2 separate regions of the Ovis aries genome follow, and region 2 is linked to region 1. The links are chromatin contacts, called in public Hi-C maps. All regions are on one chromosome and are shown on one strand. The core of a region is the stretch at or near the end of the contact, and the rest is flanking DNA. Distances in the headings are between cores, read along the strand shown. Region 1 holds the start of LOC121820423 (a long non-coding RNA gene). Region 2 holds the start of RB1 (RB transcriptional corepressor 1).

What was found. A called contact is a pair of places that touch in the nucleus more often than the background predicts.
Region 2: a Hi-C map of skin fibroblasts shows a contact between it and region 1, with 2.1 times the contacts expected there. The contact joins the promoter of RB1 here to the enhancer-like site in region 1.

What each region holds. Positions count from the first base shown.
Region 1 is chr10:18,281,555-18,286,589 of ARS-UI_Ramb_v3.0, forward strand. All of the region lies in intron 4 of LOC121820421 (a long non-coding RNA gene), which reads left to right. It overlaps LOC121820423 (a long non-coding RNA gene), which reads right to left and starts at 4,983. Exons shown (of 3, transcript XR_006060917.2): 1 at 4,661-4,983; 2 at 4,381-4,574; 3 at 1-3,904. Within about 2 kb of position 2,412, at least 32 of the 54 cell types and tissues checked have an H3K27ac peak or open chromatin away from gene starts, as enhancers often do.
Region 2 is chr10:18,457,411-18,462,192 of ARS-UI_Ramb_v3.0, forward strand. RB1 (RB transcriptional corepressor 1) reads left to right here and starts at 1,940. Exons shown (of 27, transcript XM_027973562.3): 1 at 1,940-2,269. The coding sequence starts at 2,142.

The sequences.
Region 1 (5,035 bases), core at 1,162-3,661:
ATGATTTATAAAGAGACATGGGTAAGAAGATGCCCAAGACAAAGAGGATGGGGAGAGATGTCTCAGTTATAGCTACGATTAAGAAACAGCAAACCCAAAAGAAGTATAAAGCTACTTTTTTTTAAAACAAGAAAAATGTGTCTGATTAGTCCACACTATCTACTGGAATTTCTCTTCCATTTTTTTAAGCATAGAACTATTAATTGCCAACCTATGTCTTCAGATAAAACCGATGAAAGCAGGAGGGTGATCACAATATTTTTAATGGATGCAGTTATTAACTCAATGATTTCACCTCGGATTTTTGGTCTTCTAAGGACAGAGTTATATCTTGGGGCAGTCAGGTCTCTCTCGACCCAAGAAAGGATCATGTGAGCTAAAAAATAAACACAACCAGTGGGGACCAAGGTGGGAATTCAGGATCGGAAATAGGACAGATTAAAATAGTTTACGGAAAGAGTGTGAGAGCAAGGGAAGGAAATTGAATGACAGAAGGGAAGACCGTACAGTATTAAGAAGCAACAAACCCAAAACAAGAAAACTAAGAGAGTTTTTCTGAGTGCTGCTGTAATTCAAACCGTTTCAAATAAAAACTGTGACAAATTGCAGAAAACTTGAGATACAGATTTGGTTTAAAGAGGCTAAGACTTCCTTGTGGGAGCTGCCTAGGCTCGTCAGTGTTTTCTTAGCGTTAGTGGCAGCTCATTAGTGTTAAACTTGGCAGTGTTTTTTCGTATCTATGGGTTCTTCTCTTTAAATACTCAAGGCCCTGTCTATTCCTCACAAAAGGAGAATAGTGATACAGATTTTTAGTGTGAAAGTAAGGCAAGGTATAATCTTCCCAGAAGTATTTGGGAGACTAAAGCATCACGAGAAGGAATTTTTCAGGTCAAAAGCTGGTGGACGAGGTACAAGAACCTTCCTGGTATCCCTTCTCCCAAATCTCATGGAAGGCAGTTTCTGCTTTTGCTTCTGTCTCCCATGACCCCGTTTATGTTGGCAGTTACCTGGTTCACAGACACATCTTCACAGGGTCTTTGCTGCATTGAAAGAGGTTCCCTTCACTAAAGAACAATGGGATTTGTGGAAGAAAAAGGTCATTTAGGTAAATCCACGCCATTGAGATGGGAGGTAAGGGGGCAGGCCACACCTTAAAAGAATGGCGTAGCCATCGAGGATACAACAAAAACTGGTTACCACCTACTAGGCCCCAAAGGGTGGAAGATTCCACTTCTGGTACACCCTGAACCTCTTCCACACTCACTGTGATACAGTAACATCTAAATGACAAACCCACAGGCACAATGTTACGTTCAATCTGTGATAAGGTCTTTGAAGGTCCACTACCGAGCGGTTCCTGTTTTATGTGTCAGGGAGACAGACAGTCATTAACCAGCCCATTTCACATAGAAAACGTCCATTGCGTTTGCTGAGGATGGGGTTGCCGGGGCTGATGCTCTGCGTCTCTGTGTCTAAGCCTGTTTACAGGGAGGTGAAGGATAGCTTCCTTGCCCACACTCTGCGGGCTGCCCCACCCTGCGCTGGCCTCAGGAAGGAAGGGTGGAGCAGGCACACAGAGTTTTGACAATGCTCCAGGACTTTGCACCCCAAATATTTACTGAGACAGTCAGGTAATTCTTTAGAGAGGCTGGGCCTAACCTATAAAAAAAGCTGGCAGAGGGACAGGAGAAGAAAGAAGTGCTCCCTCTGTCTGGAAAAGGCGTGCTCCGTGTGCCTGTAATAATTGCAAAAGCCTCGATACAGAAACACAGGGATGGTCCTCCACACCCTCTTGCAACTGATCACCCATCTGACAGCTCAGCTTCAGGGCAAGGAGCCTAGGCAGCTCCCACACACTGCTCTCCTGGGTCTATAGGCAGCTGTTTCCTCTGCCTGGAAGAGGCTCTTCTCACTTAAAGCTACCTTTTCTTCGCAGAGTCCTCTCCAGCCCTCTCCACATCCCACTTCCTGTATTAAGCTTCTCCCAGCTGTCTCAGCCCACAGTCATCACTTTGCTCTTTGGCCTCCCACACCACTCGCCCAGCACTTGGTAATTTCTGTGGTTGATCTGTTTATCCCTTCAACTCCCCCCGCCCCACCACTGGACTTTGTCCGAAACAGTCAGCCTTGACAACGTGCTTATAAATGATGATAAATCATTGCAGTAGAGTGGTTTAGGCATGCCTGACACAAGTTCATGCTTGTGTAACTTTTAACTCAAATGAAAAGTTTTTCATGGCTAGCACTTTCGAAAGGCAGTAAATCCTTAGTGTGTGACTGTTTTCAAACATTGTGGATTTTTCAAGGAGGCATAAGGAACAGGCCTCATCAGATCTGGGGAAAGAGAGGAACAAAAGCAGGTTCACAGAGTCCTAAAAGCACACTGGTGTGACCCACTCGTCCTGCTCACCCGGAACTTTGCCAGTTTCAACACCGAAAGTCCTGTGTCTCAGTCCCAGGCAGACCTGGACAGCTGGTCACTTAGCAGGTGGCCAGTGCACATTTTGATAAGAAGCAAATGCAGGTCTTAACTAATGGACTGCACCTACTTTATCTTCTCTCCTCTCAAATCCTGGTGCCACAGCCTCTCCAAGGACACTCCACTCTCTGGTGACAAGTGGAGAAGCAGGCAATGATGCCCACTTCTCGAGAAGGAACCTTGAGTTTATTCAACTCTGCTCACTACAGAAGCCATCTCAGGCCTGGGAGGACAGACGGTCAAGGGAAAAAGCTTTGTACAGAGTTCTCACAAAACAGAAACTAAAAGGAATATTTGGAACAGGAAACAGTGACCTTGATGGCACGATTCCCAAAGGGAGAGGCAAAAGGCAGCGATTCAGGAAGGCAAAAGTCCAGGGTCCACGGGAAGTCCGTCTCACGCTGAGCATTCCACACCAGGCTTGCTCCGTGCCTCTCCAGAGCATCTGCTTTGATAACGCTCCTGGGCAATCCGGCCAACTATGACAATTCAAGTGGCTTGGCGCTAGCAGTAAAGAATCTGCCTGCCACTGCAGGAGACGCAAGAGACATGGGTTCAATCCCTGGGTCGGGAAGATCCCCTGGTAAGGGAATGGCAACCCACTCCAGTATTCTTGCCTGGAGAATCCCATGGACAGAGAAGCCTGGTGGGCTACAGTCCGTAGGGTTGCAAAGAGTCGGACACGACTGAAGTGACTTAGCACACACAGAACAGATAAACAAGAAGACTAGAACCTACGACCACAAATACCTCTGAATATCACAGCAATCAGCAGGACTAGTAATACTTTCTGAGCCCACAAAGTCTCTTATGAGAATAGATACATTTGGAAAGCCCAGATGGTCCTGAAATGAGCATAACGATAGATAGATACATCATCAATAATGGTACACATAAAAAACCAGTCCAGGTCGATAGTTTGTATCATGATGAGAAATTTTTCCATAATAAAATAACAGAATGAAGCATTTTAATCTGTACAACATATAACCCAGTAACTCACAACAACAACAAAAAGTGTAATTGGGAAATGGAAATATTACTGCCTGTGTCTCTTTATATCACTGAAGATTTAGGTGGAGCTGATTTCTCTAAGCGTGGTTTCCTTTGACTGATAATGCTCATGTGTCCCAGGACCAACTTGGCCGGGGGTGGGGATGGGAGGCTGAAATTTAGGGTGTCCAGGGTGTCTCCTGCAGGAATGTGCTCTAACCACCAGAGGGTATTCTTTCCTCCTTTGGACTGTAGGCAAGTTTCTGGAACCACAAACTAACCCTAAACCAACCCCCTACTAAAAATGGGCCAGGCCAGATCACAGGAAAGTGCACTGATTCATAATATTCACACACATTCCCCCTTGTCTTTCCATTTGAGAGACGGTTCAGTTTTCTTCAGCTCAGAGGATCATGCTGGCAGCAGGCCAACCTATACACAGAGTAGAAAACAAATGACATCTCTCCTGCTGGTCAAGGCAAGAGAGGAGTCACTTCAGAAATAAGTCCAGCGGTTATTTCAGATGATCCAGACCACACGCACCCCCCCCCCCCCCCCCCCCCCCCACCGCAACAGTTGCCCACCCCAGCCCCCACTCCTCATGGGTAGAGCAGGATTTTCAAGAAAGTGCGGATGCCCTGGTCAGAAAGAAAGCGGAGGGATTTCAGGGGCTGTGGGGCCTCCTGCCTGAATTTTGATCCAGGCTAATTTACAACTGAAAAAGGCCCAAGTCTCATTGGAGACCAGAAAGCCTAGGAAAGTTACCAGAGAGATATTTGACAACGTCCAGAGTCAGCCCGGGAGTCTGTCCCAGCGCATTAATATACCAAGTTTAGAAAGCAAGGTCCTGGAAAGATGCCCCAGGGAGATGCCCAAGGGAGTCAGTTTGAATCCGGCCAAATGCTTACTCTGAAAAAAGGAAGACTTTGTCCCTTCTAGCTTGTTCAGTGCCAGAAGCTCTTTCAGGGAGAAAGGCCGTGAAATTGAGAAATATGGGATATCGGGTTATCTGCCCAACAGAAGGCAGCTTCAGCAAACCCAAACTTCAAGTTGATATTTTCCTCTTGTTTTTCAAATGACTTCAAATAATACTTATTTGCTGCTAAAAATTCAAACAGTACAGAAATAAAAGTAAGAAGTGAAGCGCTTTCGTCTCACAGCCAGCCTACTCCCTACAGCCCCACTCACCAGAAATACTGTGGATAATGGCTCATGCTTTCCAGGGCTTCCGATTTCTATGAATTACAAAAAACTGATCTCTCTGCTCATCTAGTTCTCCATCTCTTCACCTCATATCTCTCTCAATCATCCGCTCGGGGATTTTTGTTGTCGTTGTTTTGTTTTGTAAAAAATGGAGATCCTGAAACAGATAGATATTATTTGACTTGAGATGGTCGTTGCACAAATTATTACATTTTTCCAGGTCCTCATTCCATTTAGTTGTGACACTGGGTCGTTCCGTTGCGCAGACGTGCCAAAAGCCAGTGCCCTATGGATGGACGTTTATGTTGTTTGCAATTTCTCCTCCTATTACAAAAATGCTATAGGGCAATTCTTAACTAA
Region 2 (4,782 bases), core at 690-3,189, 180 kb after region 1:
TCTTAAGTCACTATGGCTGCAGCAATTGCAAGTGAAACATTCTCAAAATAGTTAAGGGGTAGAACTATGACATCTGTATCTCATTTTAGAGGCACCCAGCAGACTATCTTTGATCTTGCAAAAACCAAAACTGCATCTTACAAAAACCAAAACTGTGTCTTGTGTTCCTGACTACTCCACTCGAATCCTGGGAAAGATGAGTGGAATTACCGCTGTAATGGTATTTGCCCTCTGAAATTGGGTCTGGGCATGGACCCTCACTTCGGATAAACTTTGAGTCCCCAAGAGACTGAACTTAGGCAGAACTTGTTGTTGAGTAGGCCAATAATGGCTAACCCCTTTTCACATTCTGGAATACACCATAATATACACAGAAAATGATAATCCATTGTATGGCCCACAGGGATAAACCCAAGAGCTACCACTTGCCTGAAGGCATTGGCTGCCTCAGCCCTGCTCAGCTGTTCCAAGGATGAGGGAATTCACGTCAGAACACAGCTGTATTTTATTCATAGCACCTCAGTTGGGAAGCTCCTAGCGGGCAACCCACAGCATCTGCCAGTGATACAAAAGCAGATACTCAAACTAGGCAATCTATTAGCATAAGTAAATACCAAGAGACAGGAGACACAGTTTCTAAGTCAATGTTTGGCCATAGTAATTCCTGCAAACTCTTTTCTGGTGTCTTTGTGCCTTGCACATGCTATTTCTCTCTTCTTGGTGTTTTCTTTAACACAACGTATTGGCTCAGACGGTAAAGCGTCTGTCTACAACGCGGGAGCCCTGGGTTCGATCCCTGGGTTGGGAAGATCCTCTGGAAAAGGAAATGGCAATCCACTCCAGTACTATTGCCTGGAAAATCCCATGGACAGAGGAGCCTGGTAGGCTACAGTCCATGGGGTTGCAAAGAGTCGGACACGACTGAGCGACTTCACTTCACTAATGGATAAGTAGAGTCACATATATCTCAGTTCAAAACCTCTACCACCCATCGGCTGTGTGTGTTTGTGTGTGTGTGTGTGTGTGTGTAAGTAACTCAGTCGTATCTGATTCTTTGCGACCCCATGGACTATAGCCTGTCAGTCCATGGAATTCTCCAGGCCAGAATACTGGAGTACTGGGCAAATGAATTAACTCCTCTGAGCCTGTCTTCCCTATCCAAAGTGTAATACGACTACAACTCATTTTAAAGGGCTGTTTCTGAGGATTCGGTAAGATAATGAGATAAAATGGCCAGAACAATCCCCTGTGCACATAGTAAGTCCTCCTTAGATGTGAAGTCCGTCTGGCAAACTTCTACTCAAATGCCCCTGCTCCTCTGAAGATGTCCTTAAGGCGTTTCGATGGTGCTTCCTGGTTTTACGCTACTATTAAAACCGCGCAGCACCTTGTCATCAGTTCTTTGCCCGCAGCCCCCACCCCTCTTCCCTCAAAGAACTCTCAAAAGGCCAGTTTCGTCGTCCCGTACTTGGTCTCCGCTGGTAGTGGGCAAAACCCAGCTCCTCATAGGTGTCCCAGAGGCAGTTTGTTTTTGTTTTGGCTGACTTCGCTTAACGGATTGGGCGGGAGGAGCGCGGGCGAGCGGGAGGGCGCCGCCCACGGAGGAGAGGGGCGTGCCCGCCCCGGGTGCGCTCGCCCGATACTCCCCGGCGGGGGCCTCGGCCGCAGCCCCGGACCCACCCGGCTATAGCGAGGGAGCCCGCGCGCACCCACCGGGCCGGGTAGCGCCCTTACCCGGCCACCCACGCCCGCAGGGGCGAGTTTCGAGGCGAGGCAGGCTGAGGCGGCGGCGGCGGCCGCTGCCTCCGGGCGGGCGCCTGGGTTGCAGGCCCGGGGCTGCCCGCCCGCCCGGCGCGCGCCTCGCCTCGCCTCGCCCAGCACCCCGGTGCCCTCCCGACGCCGGCGGGCCCGCGAGCCTCGCGGACGTGACGCCGCGGGCGGAAGTGACGTTTTCCCGCGGTTGGACGCGGCGCTCGGTTGCCGGGCGGGGGAGGGCCGGCCCGGTTTTTTTCTCAGGGGAACGTTCAAATTATTTTTGTAACGGGAGTCGGCCGAGGACGGGGCGTGCCCGAGGTGCGCGCGTCCTCTCCCTTCTCCGGCCCCACTCCAGCACCCGCCGGCGCCTGCCCTGCGAGCGCGTCATGCCGCCCAAAACCCCCCGGAGAGCAGCCGCCGCCGCCGCCGCCGCCGCGGAGCCCCCGCCGCCGCCGCCGCCCCCTGAGGAGGACCCCGAGCAGGACAGCGGCTCCGAGGACCTGCCTCTGGCCAGGTGAGCGGGCCGAGCCACCGGCGGCGGGCGGCGAGCGGGGAGGGCGCCCCGAGGCTGCGTCGGCGGCAGCCGCGGCGTCTAGGCGGGGGCGCGTCCCCGCGGGGCGCCGGTCCCGGCGGGAGGACGGTCCCCCCTCTACCACCCCTCGCGGCGGAGCGCCGGGAGGGAGCTGACAGGGGTCTGGGTGCGGGCGCCGCCTGGGAAGGGCGGCCGGGAGGGGGGTCTCGGCTCCAGCTTGACAGGTGTCGGGCGGGTGGGGCTCGGGTCGCTGAGCGAAGTGACAGGTGCCGCCTTTGCTCCGCGAGACGGCCCTGCGCATCCGGCGGGTGTTTCGAGACCCCATCACACGCAAAAGAGGAAAAAAAGAAAAGAACTAACTGGTGTTTGCTGGATAGGTTTTTTTCCCCGTTGAGATTTGTAGTCCTCCAGTGGTCTTTTGACTTTCTCTTTTGGTCTCTAGCGATGCAACAGTTGGAAGTGCCCCCCTCCCCCCACCGCCCCCGGGCGCGCAGCTGTATCTGAAGCCCAGTCCTGGGAGAGACAGTCAGAAAAGCCTTGGGTGCAGCGGCAGAGATGCCCGCGGACGTGAAGGGCAGGGTCCTGGGTGTCGGTTACCCCCCAGGAAGCTCGGCTGAGGCGCCTTGTGGCGTTCTCTTAGAAGGGGCTTTTCGGTCTTGGGGATTCATGGCCATAGGTAGTGACTGGTGGAACGTAACTCTTTAGAAAGAACTCGTACCTGGGCAAAAATATTGTGAGACGTTTAGCCCAAGAGCTTAAAAGTTCCTGAACTTTTCTCTTGTTTTCTAGAACTCTTCTTGCGTATTTTCGTTGGCTTCAGCGTGCCTCGTTATTTCTTCCATTTTGCCTTTCGGCTTTGAGCCAGCAAGGATCCTGGTGTCCTTGTTTTTTTTTGTTTTGTTTTGTTTTGTTTCGTTTGTTGGAGTACAAAACGAGTGTTTTTGTGCTCACGTGGAATTATTTTTCTTCTCGTAAGTGGATTCTAAATTTTAAGCAAGTCTACGATAATGCAGTGGAACTTTGACAGGAAGATAATGTATTGCAACATCTTATTTTTCTTGATTGTGATGCTTTATGGTTAGAACCAAAAATTGAACGAGTATAATTATCCATTATTATTGTCAGAGTTGGCCCTGCTTTGAGACTGCACATCAATTACAGGGAAATGGGACTCCTTTCTGTCTCCCTCCCACAGTCCTAGCCCATCAGCAGGCCCTATTTCTCTCACCTTCCCCTGCGCTAAGAGAATTCGGGACAAATTGTTAAAGATTGGGAAAAGCTTTTGGAAATGGCTTGTGAAAGGCTATTAGAAATTCATATATGACTGTCTTATCAATTAAAAATCATTCTCACTAGTGGGAAAAAAAAAGAAAGCCCAGGGATGTTCTAGGAGAAGACATTAGTTTCTGATTAAACTCTGATATGTCCAGTATTTTCCAGTTTCCTTTTGGTAAGAGCAGTGAAGTCTACTGCAAAGAACCCTGTGTTATCCACAGAGCTCGGAAGCATTCTTGAATATTGTGGAGTAACCAGAAATACTGAAGTTCTGGCCAGCACCTGGGAAAAGAAAGTCTTTTTTCCTTCTATTTTCCAGCATTTCATTTTATATACTTTAAATGATGAAACTATCACAAATTCTTTAAGTCAGAACCATGCAAGATAAAGTCTGTTCTTGATCTATCCTTACCCATAAAATGTGTCCTTATGGGCTATCAAACTACTGGTTAACTACTTAACAAAGATAGAACCACTGCCTGGCAGTCTGAAGCTGAGAACTTTACCTGGGGTGGGTTCAGGGCCCAGTCCAATTGCATTTCCAGTGATGGAGCCCATGCCTACTTTGAGAGTTGAGAGTTTACTTAAGGGAAACAGCACACCATCTTCATTCTTGAGATAACCAAAAGTTAATTATGTTTCAGAGAAGGGTTGGCAGTCTGGAATAGTGCTCAAGGGCAAGGATTATAGAGTTAGATTATTGGGTTTCTATCAGGGTTTCTGACATACTGTTTGTGATTTCAAGTGAGTGCTTTAACTTCTCTGATTTGGTATTTATCTGTAAAACAGGGTAAGAGGACTTACCTAATAGGCTGATGTGGGGATTCAGTCTACCTTCATCTAAGGTACTTTGTCTGGGATCATAATAAATACTAAAAAATTATTAGCGATTCCTTGTACTATTATTATTAGAGGTCAAGTAGACATTAACTGATTGAAAAAGAATTAGCCAAGAAGAGTTTTTTGTCTGCCTGTCTTGGTTAAGGAAAATCAGAAAGAAAGCTTGAATTTAATCATCATCTAAGAACTACTAGTAAGTAGATTAAATAAAACACTGTGAAGGGTAGACTGCATTTTAGCAAAAGTTAATGATATTGAATTGGTTTTGTAATATTATCTATTGCTTTCCTCTTGCTGTTAACCAACCCAACTTTCCCAGTTTTAGCTCTTGTACTTACTTTAAGCTACTTTGCTGCTCTGAAGTATGTGATTCACCAGAC